Regions from separate parts of the Hordeum vulgare genome. Here regions 2 and 3 are each linked to region 1. A link is a contact called in public Hi-C data. All regions are on one chromosome and are shown on one strand. Each heading gives the region's core, a stretch centred on a gene start, on an enhancer-like site or on the middle of the called end of the contact. The rest is flanking DNA. Distances are from core to core; before and after follow the strand shown.

The links. A called contact is a pair of places that touch in the nucleus more often than the background predicts.
Region 2: a contact with region 1 is called in a Hi-C map of seedling, with 4 times the contacts expected there. The contact joins the enhancer-like site here to the promoter of LOC123402465 in region 1. A contact is called at or near these places in 3 of 6 Hi-C or Micro-C datasets (leaf and seedling) and 1 of 1 datasets of contacts at active chromatin or transcription factors (embryo).
Region 3: a contact with region 1 is called in a Hi-C map of leaf, with 3 times the contacts expected there. The contact joins the promoter of LOC123406200 here to the promoter of LOC123402465 in region 1. A contact is called at or near these places in 2 of 6 Hi-C or Micro-C datasets (both in leaf) and 1 of 1 datasets of contacts at active chromatin or transcription factors (embryo).

The regions. Positions count from the first base shown.
Region 1 is chr6H:453,386,540-453,391,460 of MorexV3_pseudomolecules_assembly, forward strand. It overlaps LOC123402465 (C2 and GRAM domain-containing protein At1g03370-like), which reads right to left and starts at 1,474. Exons shown (of 9, transcript XM_045096390.1): 1 at 341-1,474; 2 at 1-92. The coding sequence starts at 689.
Region 2 is chr6H:453,540,128-453,544,914 of MorexV3_pseudomolecules_assembly, forward strand. LOC123403490 reads right to left here. Exons shown (of 12, transcript XM_045097422.1): 2 at 3,946-4,074; 3 at 3,798-3,855; 4 at 3,383-3,463; 5 at 3,201-3,272; 6 at 2,891-3,126; 7 at 2,724-2,795; 8 at 2,534-2,644; 9 at 2,380-2,461; 10 at 2,211-2,257; 11 at 1,943-2,024; 12 at 1,527-1,782. The coding sequence ends at 1,699. Among protein-coding and RNA genes, the nearest start is that of LOC123403490, 9.6 kb to the right of the region's middle. Within about 2 kb of position 1,429, at least 2 of the 3 cell types and tissues checked have open chromatin away from gene starts, as enhancers often do. A contact at or near this core is called in seedling, where this site is marked.
Region 3 is chr6H:453,222,442-453,227,225 of MorexV3_pseudomolecules_assembly, forward strand. It overlaps LOC123406200 (F-box/LRR-repeat protein At1g06630-like), which reads right to left and starts at 2,586. Exons shown (of 4, transcript XM_045099674.1): 1 at 2,438-2,586; 2 at 848-2,361; 3 at 614-766; 4 at 1-518. The coding sequence starts at 1,828. The coding sequence ends at 228. It overlaps LOC123406201 (histone acetyltransferase MCC1-like), which reads right to left. Exons shown (of 6, transcript XM_045099676.1): 6 at 2,901-3,241. The coding sequence ends at 3,079.

The DNA.
Region 1 (4,921 bases), core at 224-2,723:
TTTCCGTGTACCAGTTAGTTCAGTTGCAAGATCATCTGACCATGATCGTGTGGCCCCAGCTGTTTCTAAAGATATTGCAAGACAAATCTCCCCTGCAAAGTGCAACTAAATAATAAATAACAGCAAAGTGACAAGCATATTTCACACAATTACATAGCAAGTAGAATTCATGCCCTTGTAGATCTTACAGTTAGCAATAGATAAATGAATACATGGTGTAATTTCACAAAGTCAAATACTGAATCCATATGCAAAAGGACAAAAAAATGCTAACATTACTTAACATAGCAAACGTCCATGAGCAAATGACTAGAGAAAACCTGAAAGTTGAAACAATTACCACAATCAACTGCCTTGTCACTCTTGGTCTTGGGAAGAAGCTGGTACCAGCGCGTACCGAGCGAGAAGTTCTCCACGGCCAGAAGATCCTCCAGTGTCACCCTCACCTGGCCCAGGAAGTCATCAGTCCCGATCATGTCTTCATCGTAGACATCTAACTTGAGCACCTCCCGGACATCGGCGGCGACGAAGCTGAACTCCTGATCCCACTCCGGGTTCAGGTTCATCTTGACCACCTTGGTCTTGAACCGCTGCTTCCCAACCTGCAGTTTCACATACGGGTCGCTGAACCCGTTGAAATCCATGGCGCGCAGGTTGCGCGCCCCGATCACACGCACAGTCAGCCGCATCTTCCCGACGAACTTGCTTCAGTCGGCGCGAATCCCCCCGACAAGAACCGCCCGGAAATGGCTTGCTCCGCTCCCGATCCCAAACAAACTCCGCCCCAGAAGAACCAAGAAACGGGCCAACCGCCGCCGCCCCCCCAACAACCAATCCCAAGATCAAAGTGGCAAATCAAGCTCCCATCACTCCTTTCTCGCCCGCCCGCCAGTTACCAATCCCGGCAAAACAACAAGGCCGACAGGCACATCAACCGCTTTCCAGGTACCAATCTCCGCCTCCAAATCCAGGACCCCCCCTGGATGTGGACGGACACACGAGGAGAACCAGATCAGGTTCTGCACGCTCCGGGACAGACAGGGGATGGGGGGCAAGAAGAAGAAGCAAGCAAGCAGACGAGAAATGGCAAGAAGAGGAGGAAAACCAAATGGTGGGAGCAACCAGCAGACCGCCAATATAGTGGCCTCACACGGCTCCAAGTCCTCTTCTTGGTTGGATTAAGTCAAAGGAAAACAACCCCGGCCACATGGACGCGAGATCTCGTCAACGACACACGGAGCGAAATGGGAAGGAAGCGAGCGAGGGGTGGGCGGTGGACCGGGGGAGGGGGGAAAAGGTATCGTGTTCTTGATGGATGCTGCGCGGCGCGCTGTTAAATTATTTGGCGGCGCGTCTCCGTTTTTGGTGTGCTCCCGAGTCGGCGCCTCCGGGCTCCTTCGTCTTGTCTTTTCTCCGGCTCCCGGCTCCCCGCGTTTGTCGCTGTTGGTCGCCGTCGCGGCGTCGCTGTTGAGAAACTCGGGATTCCGGTGTGGAGTAGTGAGGTTTCCCGTGATGGATTTGTATGGGCTCGGGCACAGCTGCAGCTATCTTGATTGAATATGGTATAAGGGACATGTCAGACATTCGATTCGCAACGGATGGTCATGATTGGGTTGTCCCGGCTTTGCCCCCTCCTGCAATTTACAGTAGGCAATAGTCTTTGTATGTCTAGATAGACTAGAAGAAGTGGAAACTTTTTCCCTCTTATTATGTTCTAGACTATGTTTTTCACTCTCAGTGCGATTTCAATGAAATTCAATGAATTTCGGTAATTTCAATAGACACTTAAATATTTAGGCACCGGTTAAAATATTATCAGCAATTTCCGTAGTACACATGAATTCAAATGTTCTGCAAAAAAATCAAATATTTAATTGAATTCAATTGAATATTTTGGCCCTTTGACTGAAATGCAAACCGAAATCATTGAAATTAACTTGATTTCGGTGAGTTCAGTTGGTGATGAATTTTTTGTAAAACTAAACTCACTTTTTTTGTGAAAATCATAGTTGTGTAGCGTTTGAAAGCTTATACATTTGTGCATGCATATAATTATGTCATTTCCTTGCATTTTACCAAAAAAGGAAAATGCCTACATTGCTACAATTGGGCCTTTCTTATGAACAATTTGCACCGTTTGTCTTCTTTGGTCCCTTTATCTTCATTTATAAGCTCCAACATCGGTTTGGGTCAGAGTATTTCATACAAATTTGATGGGAACTGAGGCTTGTAAAAAGATGGGCGTATTCAATTTATATGATTCTGAAAACACGGAAACAAGAAAAATACATGATTGTGGTATCATATCCACTCGAATTTCATAGGTTTTTGTTTGCATCATGTTTGTTTGGTTAGGATATCTACAAAGCTATCCCTAAAATAAACTCTTTTAAAAATATCGGAGGTATTCATTTTGTATGATTCTATTCTAAAAACACGGAAACATGAAAAAAATACATGATTGTGGTATCATATCCACTCAAATTGTAGTATCGAAAGTATGTCTAAAGGGAGGAGGTGATTAGACTACTTGACAAGATAAAAACTTAGCATTTTCTCAGTTTAGTCGTGGGCCAATTTTAGCAATTATGACTAGTCAAGTACCCCCTACACATGCACATCTATGAGTATAGCAGCGAAAAGTAAAACATGCAAGTGTAAAATAGAGGGTAAGGTAGGGAGATCAAACGCAAAGGTTGACACAACGATTTTTGGCATGGTTCCGATAGATGTGAGCGAAAAGTAAAACATGCAAGTGTAAAGTAGAGGGTAAGGTAGGGAGATCAAACGCAAAGGTTGACACAACGATTTTTGGCATGGTTCCGATAGATGGCGTTATCGTACGTCCATGTTCGTGGAGACTTCAACCCACGGAGGATAACGGTTGCGAGAGTCCACGGAGGGCTCCATCCACAAGGGGTCCACAAAGAAGCGGCCTTGTCTATTCCATCACGGCTTTCGTCCACACAGGACTAGCCTCACTCACGGTAGATCTTCATGAAGTAGGCGATCTCCTTGCCCTTACAAACAGCTTGGTTCAACTCCACAACACGAAGTAGGAGGCTCCCAAGCAACACCTAACCAATCTAGGAGGCACCACCCTCCAAAAGGTAATAGATGTGGTAGAATGATGAACTCCTTGCTCTTGTGCTTCTAAACATAGTCTCCTCAACACTCAATCACTATCTCTAAAATTTGGCAGGGATGGGAGAGATTGATTTTGTGGAAAGCAACTTGGGGAGGCTAGAAATCAAGGTTCAAATGGTTGGAATGGACTCTCTTGATCTCAACACATGAGTAGGTGGCTCTCTCTCAGAAAAATGATTCTCGCAAGTGTAAGTGTGTTCTGAGTGCTTCCTTTATGAATGAGAGGTAGATGGAGGGGTATATATTGGCATCCCCTCAAAATCCAACCGTTACAACATTATTGCCCAACTCGGTGACACCAAAATGAATCTCGGTGGTACCGAGTTGCACTAAATATGGCAACTTTTGAATTCTCGGTGATACCGATATAGGAATCTCAGTGGTACCGATACGATAACCTAGACTAGTTTCGAAATCTTGGTGAGACCGATTTCAAACTCAGAAATTCCAATTCTTGAAATCTTCTCAATAGAAAGTTGGTCACTGAATCTCGGTGCCACCGATAGGAATGCTGGTGGTACCGAGATGGTAGGGTTTGGCATAGGTTCTGTCAAGAGTAAAATCGGTAGGGCCGAGTGGAAATTGTTGGTGGCATCAATTTTGCTGGTTTGGGTTTGGACAAAGATATTTTGTGGAAGAATGGCTCAATATTTTTGGTGGCTACCTCTAAGCACTTGAGCAACCAATTCATCATAATACCTCATCCCCTTTTAATAGTAATGGATTTCCTATGGACTCAAAGTGATTTCTCACAAATATGAAATGCAGAGTATTCTTGCTTGAAGCATGAGCCAATCTTATTCCTTCCTTACATCAAGGGGCATCTCCTCACAATCCTATAGCCAAAGCATCTTTGCAATTTTCTAAAATACACTTGAATAAACTCATTAGTCCAATGATGCATATGTTGTGATTAATTACCAAAATCACCTTAGGGAGCAATTGTGCTTTCACAAATGTCATTGGTTTTTGCATGCATTGTGTTTGTTTGATTACGGATCTACCATGCTATTGTCTAAAACAAACGCACTATCCGTACGTGAGTCGCATCCGGACGCGTCCATGAACACTATATGGAAGCCAACCATCCAACTATAGTCATCAAATTTTCCATATTTGTCTGATCTTGCTTGTGTACGCATTCATCGAATACTTCGTGTGCACTTGAGTACGGACGCACAAACATATACCATGGACGACAATGACAACCATGATGACACAAGTAACAACTTGTGACTGCGAGTTGTTCCCTGTGATTGAGAGATTTGGTCCTGGTGATCAAGAGAGTTTTCACACTCTTTGAATCATTTTTCTCTATGCGAATTACTCCTTGTGATTCTAAGAGTTGTTCCCAATGATTGATAAATTTGTTCTTGGTAATTGTGTGAGTTGTTCCCTATGAGTTGTACCCATCCCCGTGGATCAACTGTTGCAGTCGAGAAGGACGAGCTTGTTGCAGAATGTCGCATGGGAAAAAAAATTCCTACGCTCACCAAGATCAATCTATGGTGACTAACATCTACGACAGGGGGAATGCATCTACATACCCATGTAGATCGCTAAGCGGAAGCGTATATAACGCGGTTGATGTAGTCGAACGTCTTCGCGGTCCAATCACTATCCGTCCCGCAATCCCATCATGATCCATCCCGATCTAGTGTAGAACGGACGACACCTCCGCATTTAGCACACGTACAGCTCGATGACGTTATCCGCCTTCTTGATCCAGCAAGAGGGGACAGAGAGGTAGATGAGTTCTCCGATAGCACGATGG
Region 2 (4,787 bases), core at 179-2,678, 150 kb after region 1:
ATAACTCAAGACCGAGTAGCTCCATATCCTTTACTTCAACATAGTATCTCATCTCTTTTGCCGCTTATCCTCCTTTGCATCCTCATCGACAGTGGCCTCGATGGTGACTCAACCACAACACGTTTGAATGTGTTCAATCCTAAGGAACCTCTTTATCAATGCTTTCTTTGGTCTCCGTTCGGGTTTGGCTGAGTGATTCATTTGCATGTGGCCTCAATGCTCACACAGTCATAACGTGTTTAAAGGTGGTCAATTCTAAGGTCTCTTTCTCTGTTGTAGGTTTTGTCAAGGCGTGCATGCGTGGTTATGAATGGATGGTTGTTTTGTCTTCAATTTGGTTTTGATGAGGTATTTGTTTAAAAAAATCCTGGATCAACGCTATTATGAAAGACTGACGGATCGTGTGCTATTGATTAAGTTTGCACTCTAAATAGTATTTTAAAAATGATTAATAGGTAAAATAACATTATGTTCATATTTTACATATTTTATTAATAAAAATTCATATATAACATGTTAAAATTAAGACTAGGGTTTAAAAGATATAATTATTATAGAAAACATTTATTCTAAATGGACCGCGGGTTGATTAATCAAGATAGTGGACGGTGCGTATAAAATGCCAAAGACGATTCGTTTCTCTGTGACTTAAAGGTGGACTGTGGGTTAATTAGCTATCTCTGTGATTGAAAGGTGGACTGTGGGTTAATTAGCTATCTCTGTGACTTAAAGGTGGACTGTGGGTTAATTAGCTACAAAGTCAGGGGTTTTCATAAAAAGAAAAAAAAGATTCATTTTTCCAGTGACTTAACAATGGACTACTAGTTAATTTTCAAAAATACAGGGGGGTTTCTCTATAAAATTATCAACGGACGGGAAAACCCGCTAATGCCTTTATTACTAGGCATAGATTTGAAGATTTGCATTTCATCATGCCATTAATATCGCACACCAAATTAAAAACTATGAACATTTTCAGAAAATCATTGGAGCCTTCTTTATATTTTAGTTAAGTGTTTTACGTTTTCCCTTACAAAGCTTTTAAAAATTTGCATTTATTTTCTACTTCAAGCATGATCCCCAATCTTTGTCCAAAAATCTTTTGTCACATAACCAAGCCCCACTAAAATTATCATGATTTTTGGATAATCCTGGCTACTACTTATTAATACCTTTTTGAATCAAATTCAAATAAGTTTGAATTCAAACTCTCCCAAATTTGCTGAAACTTATTTTTTGGGGCTAGTTAGAAATCATGGACCTCGCATAATAAGTTTCAGCATCATTCAGCCTCTCTAGCCATTTCTTCTTCTTCCAAAGCTCTCTTTCTAAAAAAAATCTGTTAAAGGTAATAGAAAGGGTAGACCTTTTCTTTCTCTAATTGGGCCACCCAACTGCTCCTGCGGCCCACCTTCTCCCGTGACCTAGCCCACCTCCTCCTCACCTTATCCTCACAGCCTCTCTGAAATACCTCTATGCCCAGAAAATGTTCCAAGTCTGATAACTCAAAAACATGTCTAGCAGTATTGCCGAAAATGATGTTCATGCATATATTTACATTGTTCCTCTAGTTTAGGTACACTATTTAAGCACCTGATCAGAACATGTCTTTAGATTTGAACATTTCTTTCACACAATGGGACCTGCCTCTACAATCTATTGTACAAATTTATAAGCGCATCTAGTTAATGACTACTTCTATAATAGAGCCCCTGTAATAAATCTATGGTTCAGTACAGCCTCGGCAATTGGTCGTTTACGGTAATCTGGATTAAGCATTGCCTACAGAAAATAAATCAGTGTAAGAACACTTTGTTAAAGATGAAGGAATCGGAAGTAGATTCACTGAGTCCACAGTTACTAGTAAGCATGCATAAGTATCATCTGCAGCAGCAGAAGGTCTGTAAACAGATAAAAATTAACTATAATCGTAGAGGCAAACCTGCAGCAACTCCCAGCCGGCACCATCACCTAAATCTAGAAATTTTACAGCTTCCGATAATTTATCATCTTCCAGACAATACCTATGTGAATTCGTAAACATAGATAAGCATGCGTATTGATTCTGAATATCACAAATCACAAGTAACGATCAGGTAAAAAAATAAGCGAGAGCAGATTTTATCAAATGAATTTCAAAGCAAAATTATTCAAACATTGGAATGTTTAAACTTTAAACTATGTAGATGTTTTGTTCTAGCGGTTCATACTCTCTTGCAGCATAAATGTCCAGACGAAAAGTGTTCTCCAAGAGCCTCTGCAGAATAAATAAGTACTTTTTTAGATATCAAAGTGTATAAAGGAAAATAATATTTTTCCCATAAAATTTCCTTGCAGGAATTTCACTTATGAACTTAAATCTAAATTAAAATCAAGAACCTGCAAGGAAATGCCATCCATGATGCCTGCTTCGCAAAACGGAATAAATGCCATGTATGCAATAAGCAACCCAGCTCCATATCTGTTTTTTTCAATCACAGGTATATGTGAGAGACTTGCATTTTGTCACTCGAAAAGAAAAGGAAATACTTGCATGTCATCAGCTACTCCAAAAGCTCGCTTCTCCAAAGGAGTTGATGCTCCAGCAGCAGATGCTCGACGCCAAAGACCGTCTGACAACGCTCCAACCCCCATAGACGAATACCTGTCATTATAAAAGTATATCTATTCTCTAAAGCGCTTTCTCATTGGTAAAAGAAAATGCAGCAAGGATGGAGCTATACCCGATATCTACAGAAAATGCCAAATCACGGAGCTGTGGAAGTAAATAGTATCCATTTTTCTCTGCAACAGTGCTAAATAAGAGGAAGTTACACTAATAAGTAGTAACAGAACTGAAATTGAGCCATAAGCTGTAGAATGGGCAGTAAACAAGGAAAATGCATAATACTTGAGTACAACAGAAGAGGGGCCAAGGCTTTGGTGCAGTCTATCATGATTGTGCATGTGGACAAGGCCACACATAGCTCCATTAAGTAGCCTAAGGACAAAATATCTCTTCAGTTCCAATTTGTATGCACGATCATAGGGATTCCAGAAATTAGGTCGTTCCTTCAACTGCCTTTCGCTTGTTATTTTTGCATAGTCTGCAGCACTGTATCTTCCATCATCGCGGAAGGCAAGCCACTGTAGAAAAATTACATCAGTCTAAAAGCATTACAGGATCGTCTATGAAGTGATGAAGTTATGTGGTGATAGACCTGCTCTCCAGTAGCTGTCTCAAAGGCTCCTAACAGGAACTGAATGTTCTCACAGATATCCCTCGCATCACTCTGAAAGTGGAAGAAAAGGAAAACAAATTATTTTTTGGAAATTTCATGTTTGACATATTCATCCAGATCGGCAAGTTCAATCTCTGTTAAAATCTCACTATTTTCCTAACCTGAAGAAAAGCATGAGTCCTCAGCTCATTCAATGCCATCAAATTAGCTTCAGAAGCACCAGCCATTGCTCCAGGGTATACCTTGTAGCATAAACCTATGTCTTAGCACATATAAGATCATGAATGAACTCATATGTCTGGGAAAGGTAATAACTAACACCATCAGATAAACCAACAAAATTGAATGGCTGAAAAATTGTAGTGAAAGAAGAACACGGTTCCAAAAAATAAACTTGGAACTATTGGTCCTACACCCAAATAATCTTTTCAAGGCACACTTGAATCAAAGGGAACTATCATGTGCCATATCATACAACTGAAATACTATGAGCATGTACAATTTATAAAAATGCATGGATAAGCATTACAGGACTGTGTGTAACTAACATCGTGGATTGAGAAATACAAGCTATACCTTAAATACAGTTTGTGTGCCCTTCAATGGACCTTGCACCACTCTTCCCTCGTAGAGTCTGCAATAGACTATGATACATCGATAGTATCAGTAGACCTTTTCTAAAACGTTACACATCGAAACAACATCAGAGAGAGAAGGAAATAACCTAATTTTCACTTCTCCTTCTCCAACATCTTGGACTCTTAGTCGCTCAATCTCTTCTGGTGAATATCCAAGACTAAGGTCTTGATTAGCAGCATCATTTGGAAGCCCTCCAGATTGAGAAGATGAATAGCTGTTTCACATGACAGTGTTGGAACTCATGATGATTTTACACAAATTGAGCTGTATGCCCAGCAGCAAAACACGCTTCATGGCCACAAAATATCTGACAATTCATTTAACAACTCGACAAATACTAAGAAGTAATGGAAAAATTAGATGCAACATCTATGGTCCCATGACATTCTGTGGACATTTTCTTGTAAGAAATCAGCAACATCAACATCTGAATACTTCGGTGGATGCATTACATGCCTCCTAAAATGTAACCACATGACATTCTTATTTGCTACTTGTTAGGTTGATCTCTCACCGCGTGGGCCCAACGGCCCACCAGGCCTTGATCTATGCGCCCTGATCGGGGGCGCCCAACCCATTATGGTTGGCGGGCCCATGTGACCCGCGCTATATAAAGGACGGTGGGGTGCCGGGGCACGAACTACGAGATTCGCCGCCGTCACACCCCTACCGACATACCTATCTGATCTAGGTTAAGCGCGGTGCTCACGGAAAGCTCCACCCACGCCTAACCCTCTTTCTCCATCATCGCCGTCGCCACCACACCGATGGAGAACGGTGCGGACTCATCCGGCTCCGGGCAAGGTAACTATACGGGTTTGTACCGGATCAATCTATGCCTAGTTGATCCACGTTCTATCAATGGTATCATGAGCCACTAGGCAAAGATTCATTCGGTTGAAAGAAATCGAAAAGAAAGTTTCCCCT
Region 3 (4,784 bases), core at 1,336-3,835, 160 kb before region 1:
TAAGGTAGTTTGGTTCACCAAAGAATTGGGAAAATTTCCAACTTATAGGACAATCAAGCTAAATGAGGCTCGGCAATGAATTGAAATGACAGTTAGCATCTCTGTGACAAGTTAGATCTTAAAGTACCCCGAACAAAACTGGAAGAGCCTGACTGATGACAGGCAAGACACTTCTTCCTTGAAGGACTGAAACATGAAACTTCACCGATTAACACACAGGCATTCCATCATGTAGTGGCAGAAAACTGGATGTTGACATTCCTGGAAGCTTTCCTGAACTTCAAAACCCTGCGCCTGAACTTGGCCTGATCAAGGCCATCCATGGAAGGCACAATTGTCATCATCTCCAACATCTGCGCATTCTTGAGCAGAAGCTTAACCAGATCCAACCCACTCTTGCTCTCATCAATGTACTCCATCCTAATTTCCATGAGATTCCTGACAATCATCCTTCTACTACCTATAACACCATACTGAACTCCAGTGTCACTGCACCGTCTTCGCTTGGACTGCGATGGCTGCAACAAGAAGCAATCACGTCATTGGCATTAACATCATTTCATTGCAGTAGAGTTACCACAAGAGTAGAAGAACTCGAGGATGTGTATCTCACCACGACCGACACAGAAAGTTGTTGCACATTGGGGCAACTCGTAAGCAATGGTGCAATGGACAAAGCACCTTCTTCCCTCCTCTCTATTATGCATGCCAGCCGTCTCACCTTATCTAGCCTCACCTTCGACCATTCCTCAGGATGCGCAAATTGCTTCAAATTATTCACATCTAGATGGTTAGATTCCTGAAACATCAATTACTTCACAAGATGAAGAACTTATATATAATATACCTCAATGCACCAGGGCGAAAGCACTAGGCTCCGTACGTTTCCAACCAACACAAGCAGCTCTCTGAGATTAGGCTCCAGGAGCTTAACTTGTGGCTCAATGGTGAGAACGACCTCGTCCAAGGAATCGGCGTCATTGATCATGTGCCTGTTTGCCATCGCACCCGAGTAGCGGAGAGTGCGCAACGCCGGCATCTCAGCAATGGCAACAGACGACTGCTGCGTCCAAGAACAGCTGGCGATGTCAAGCGAGCGAAGCCGCGGTGTGCCGGCTAGTCGGAGTGCACCGATATGGCACTGTTCAAGGCTCAGGCAGCTGAGCTGCGTGCAGTGAGAACAGAGGTCTTCGAAGAAGTCGCCGCAGCCAACGAGCGAAATGGAGGCGAGGTGCAGGCGGGATAGGTGGGTGAGGGGGCAGAGAGAAGGGAGCGGAAGGGCGTTGTGGTCGAGGCGAAGGGTGAGCGACGTGAGGTCGGTGCAGGCGAGGAGGGAGGGAGGGAGCACGGCGAGGCGGGAGCGCGGGAGGTGGAGCTCCAACTGCTCGACGCCTCGCGCCGCGGCGGCGTCGAGCCAGGAGGCGACGTGGCTGGCCGCGGAGGCGGCGAAGACCTGGTCGAAGAAGCCGTCGAGCGCGAGGCGGAGGCGGCGGAGCGGGCGTTGCCGCGAGCCCGCGAGCGCGGCGGTGGCGGCGGCCGCGAATGCCGTCCTGCGGCGGGGCGCGGCGGGGAACGCCGCGGCGAAGTCGAGGTCGAGCTCCGGCGCGGCGGCCACCGCGCCGCGCCACCGGCGCGAGATGGCGGACGCAGCGACGGCGGACCTGAAGGGCAGCTTGGAGACGATCAGCCCGAGGACCGCGTCGGGGAAGGCCTCGAACGGGTCGACGGCGCCGCCGCCATCGCCGTGGCTCTCGCGAGGGGCGGCGGCGTAGGCGTTCGCGTAGGTGAGACCCGCGGCGTGGTTGGGTATCAGGTGCTTGGTGCGCATGGCGCCCCCGGCGATCGGAAGAGGGTTTTCCTCGGAAGGAAATCGAAGTAGGCGTCGTCGGAACCGAGGCGCGGCGGCGGCGGCTTTAATGGCTTATCCGAGGGCGGCTAGCCGTCACCGCGTGGCGTGGAGGCGAGCAGGAATGGCCGGCGTGACCAACAGATCGCCAGACTCGGGGGGGTTTCTGGCCTGGTTTCCGCGTCGTGGCCGCGCGCAGCGCGTGGGGGTTTCTCTTTATCCAGTCCGTTGATGAGGCCTGGCCGCCTGGGTGCAGAGAAATTTCGCTTTTGTTTTTGGCGAAAAGCTTTCCGCTGCGCGGCGCACCTTGGTTTTGGACGCTAGTTTTGGGTTCGGTTTCGACTCTGGTGTCTGGGCTGCAGCGCTCACCTGTATGGATCACCAAGCCACCTCTGTTGCTGGATTCGTTTGAACCTGGGAAATGTTATCTGGCGAACGTCCGCCACAGGCCCAATCCTGGCGAACGCCTCCGTGTTGCATTCGCACGGAAGATGGCAAAAATCGTCGAATCAATTCTGCAGCAGACAGTAGAAGATGTTTACTTTGTAACAAAAAAAAAAGTAGAAGATGTTTACTGCACGAGTTACTTACAGAGATACTGTACCACATTGCCATCAGTTACACGTTTAATGGCTATTTTCAGTTATTTTCCCTGCGTCATTCAACACTCCTTCTGTTCCAGTTTATAAGGTCACCTTTTATGAGATTTAACTTCTGCCATAAATTAGAACAATAACATATAAATAAGTTGAATTGGAAGTCACCACTAGAAAAATCTTTCGAATACAAATCCAATGGTACAGCTTTTTGCTGACAAGAACATCAACTTACTACTATACCAAGAAGACAATTCTTACTAAGACCTTTTTCCCCAGCAAAAAATACATATATATATAATTCTGTGCACATGTAAAATACTACCACTAATACTGGAATCTTTCTTTTTTGAAAAAGAAGGGTATGATATTCATCTTTCAGATAAAATATGAAAGCCAGAGCCGATGTGCCTCAACATTGCATGATTGTAAACGTACATGAATATGACCATCCAGTGTTCCAACAAGCTAGCAGGTGACATTTATTTTCTCCATTTTATTGTCCTCTCTTTACAAGACATGGCTATGGCTATCTGAGAAATTATATACCTGGTTTGTTAATGTATCAGGAAGGGTACAACAACATTGCAAGAGACTCGTGTTTCCACAAAAACAATAATATCGTCACACCTAAAATTACACATGACATCTTGAATCTTCACCACCAATGATCCTTTTACTGTTACTACTATTATTCGGTGAGGTCAATAGAGTGGTTGATTCCTTACAACGGGACCATCTCGGGATACTCTTTTCCTCTTTGCTCCAGAACTTGCCAACCAACATCTTTAGGAAAGCCCTGAAGTCAACAACAAATGAAGTTACAATCTCCCTGCACAAGATTGCCATGCGTTATTAGTACACAGTCATTTTACAAACAGGCACGATGATTGCTACTAAACCGCGAGATAATTTGACAACAGAAAACGTCTGCACACTAAAAATAAATCTTCCGCACTGGATTTGATGTCCAAGGGTTGTTTATGTCACGAGTCAATTTCATCGTTTTACAACAATTTATATTTGACTGATGCTAATAAACCAGGCATCGAACAAAAACAAGAATATGTGGTCTATTGAAGAAAAATACCTCTCTGAAACTGAATACTCAAAGATGCATATTATTAGCTAAACATCCATATTAAAGTTGCAGGGATCAAGACATAAGTATTAATCCCCACAAAACTGAGATCCCATAGTGTGATCATTTTCGATAATGTTGTGACAAGTGTTTGAACAAGTGATGGAGACACTGATGACTTTCCGACTAAAATAGGACTGCACCAAGCGTCAGCTTTGAGCCTTTATCTTTTTTGCTTTGGTGATGGATGAGGTCACAAGGGATATACAAGGAGATGTCCCATAGTATGCTCTTTGCGGATGATGTGGTGCTAGTCGATGATAGTCGGGCGAGGGTTAATAGGAAGTTAGAGCTATGGAGACAAACCTTGGAACCGAAAGGTTTTAGGCTTAGTAGAACTAAAATCGAGTACATGAGATACGGTTTCAGTACTACTGGGCACAAGGTGGAAGTTTAACCTTGATAGGCAGGTGGTGCCTCAGAAGGACACCTTCCGATATTTGGGATCAATGTTGCAAAAGGATGGGGATCGATGAAGATGTGAACCATCGAATTAAAGTCGGATGGATGAAGTGGCGTCAAGCTTCTGGCGTTCTCTGTGACAAGATTGCCACAAAAGATACAAGGAAGGTTCTATAGGATGGCGATTCGACCCAGAATGTTGTATGGCGCTGAGTGTTGATCGACTAAAAGGCGACATGTTCGACAGTTAGGTGCAGCACAGATGCGCATGTTTGAGATGAATGTGTGGCCACATAAGGAAGCACCGGGTCTAGAATGATGATATACGAGAAAGAGTTGGAGTAGCACCGATGGAAACGAAGCTTGTCCAACATCGCCTGAGACGGTTTGGGCAATATTCAACACAGGCCTCCAAAAGTGCAGGACGGCTAAAGCGTGTTGATAATGTCAAGAGAGGTCAGGGTAGACCGAACTTACACGGGGGGAGTCCATAAAAAGAGATCTGAAGGACTGGAGTATCACCAAAGAACTAGCCATGGACAAGGGTGCGTGGAAGCTTGCTATCCATGTGCCAGAACAATGAGTTGGTTGCAAGATCTTATGGGTTTCAGCTCTAGCCTACCCCAACTTGCTTGGGGCTAAAGGCTTTGTTGTCGTTGCTGTATTAAATGTCTTGAGCACATACATATTACTCAAACCATACATAGCCCTCAAAATGTATGCCTTGGAGCCGCTTCGAGACGGGGTCGTACATCTTATACGCCTTGGAGCCCATTTCATAGCACCCATGAACACCATT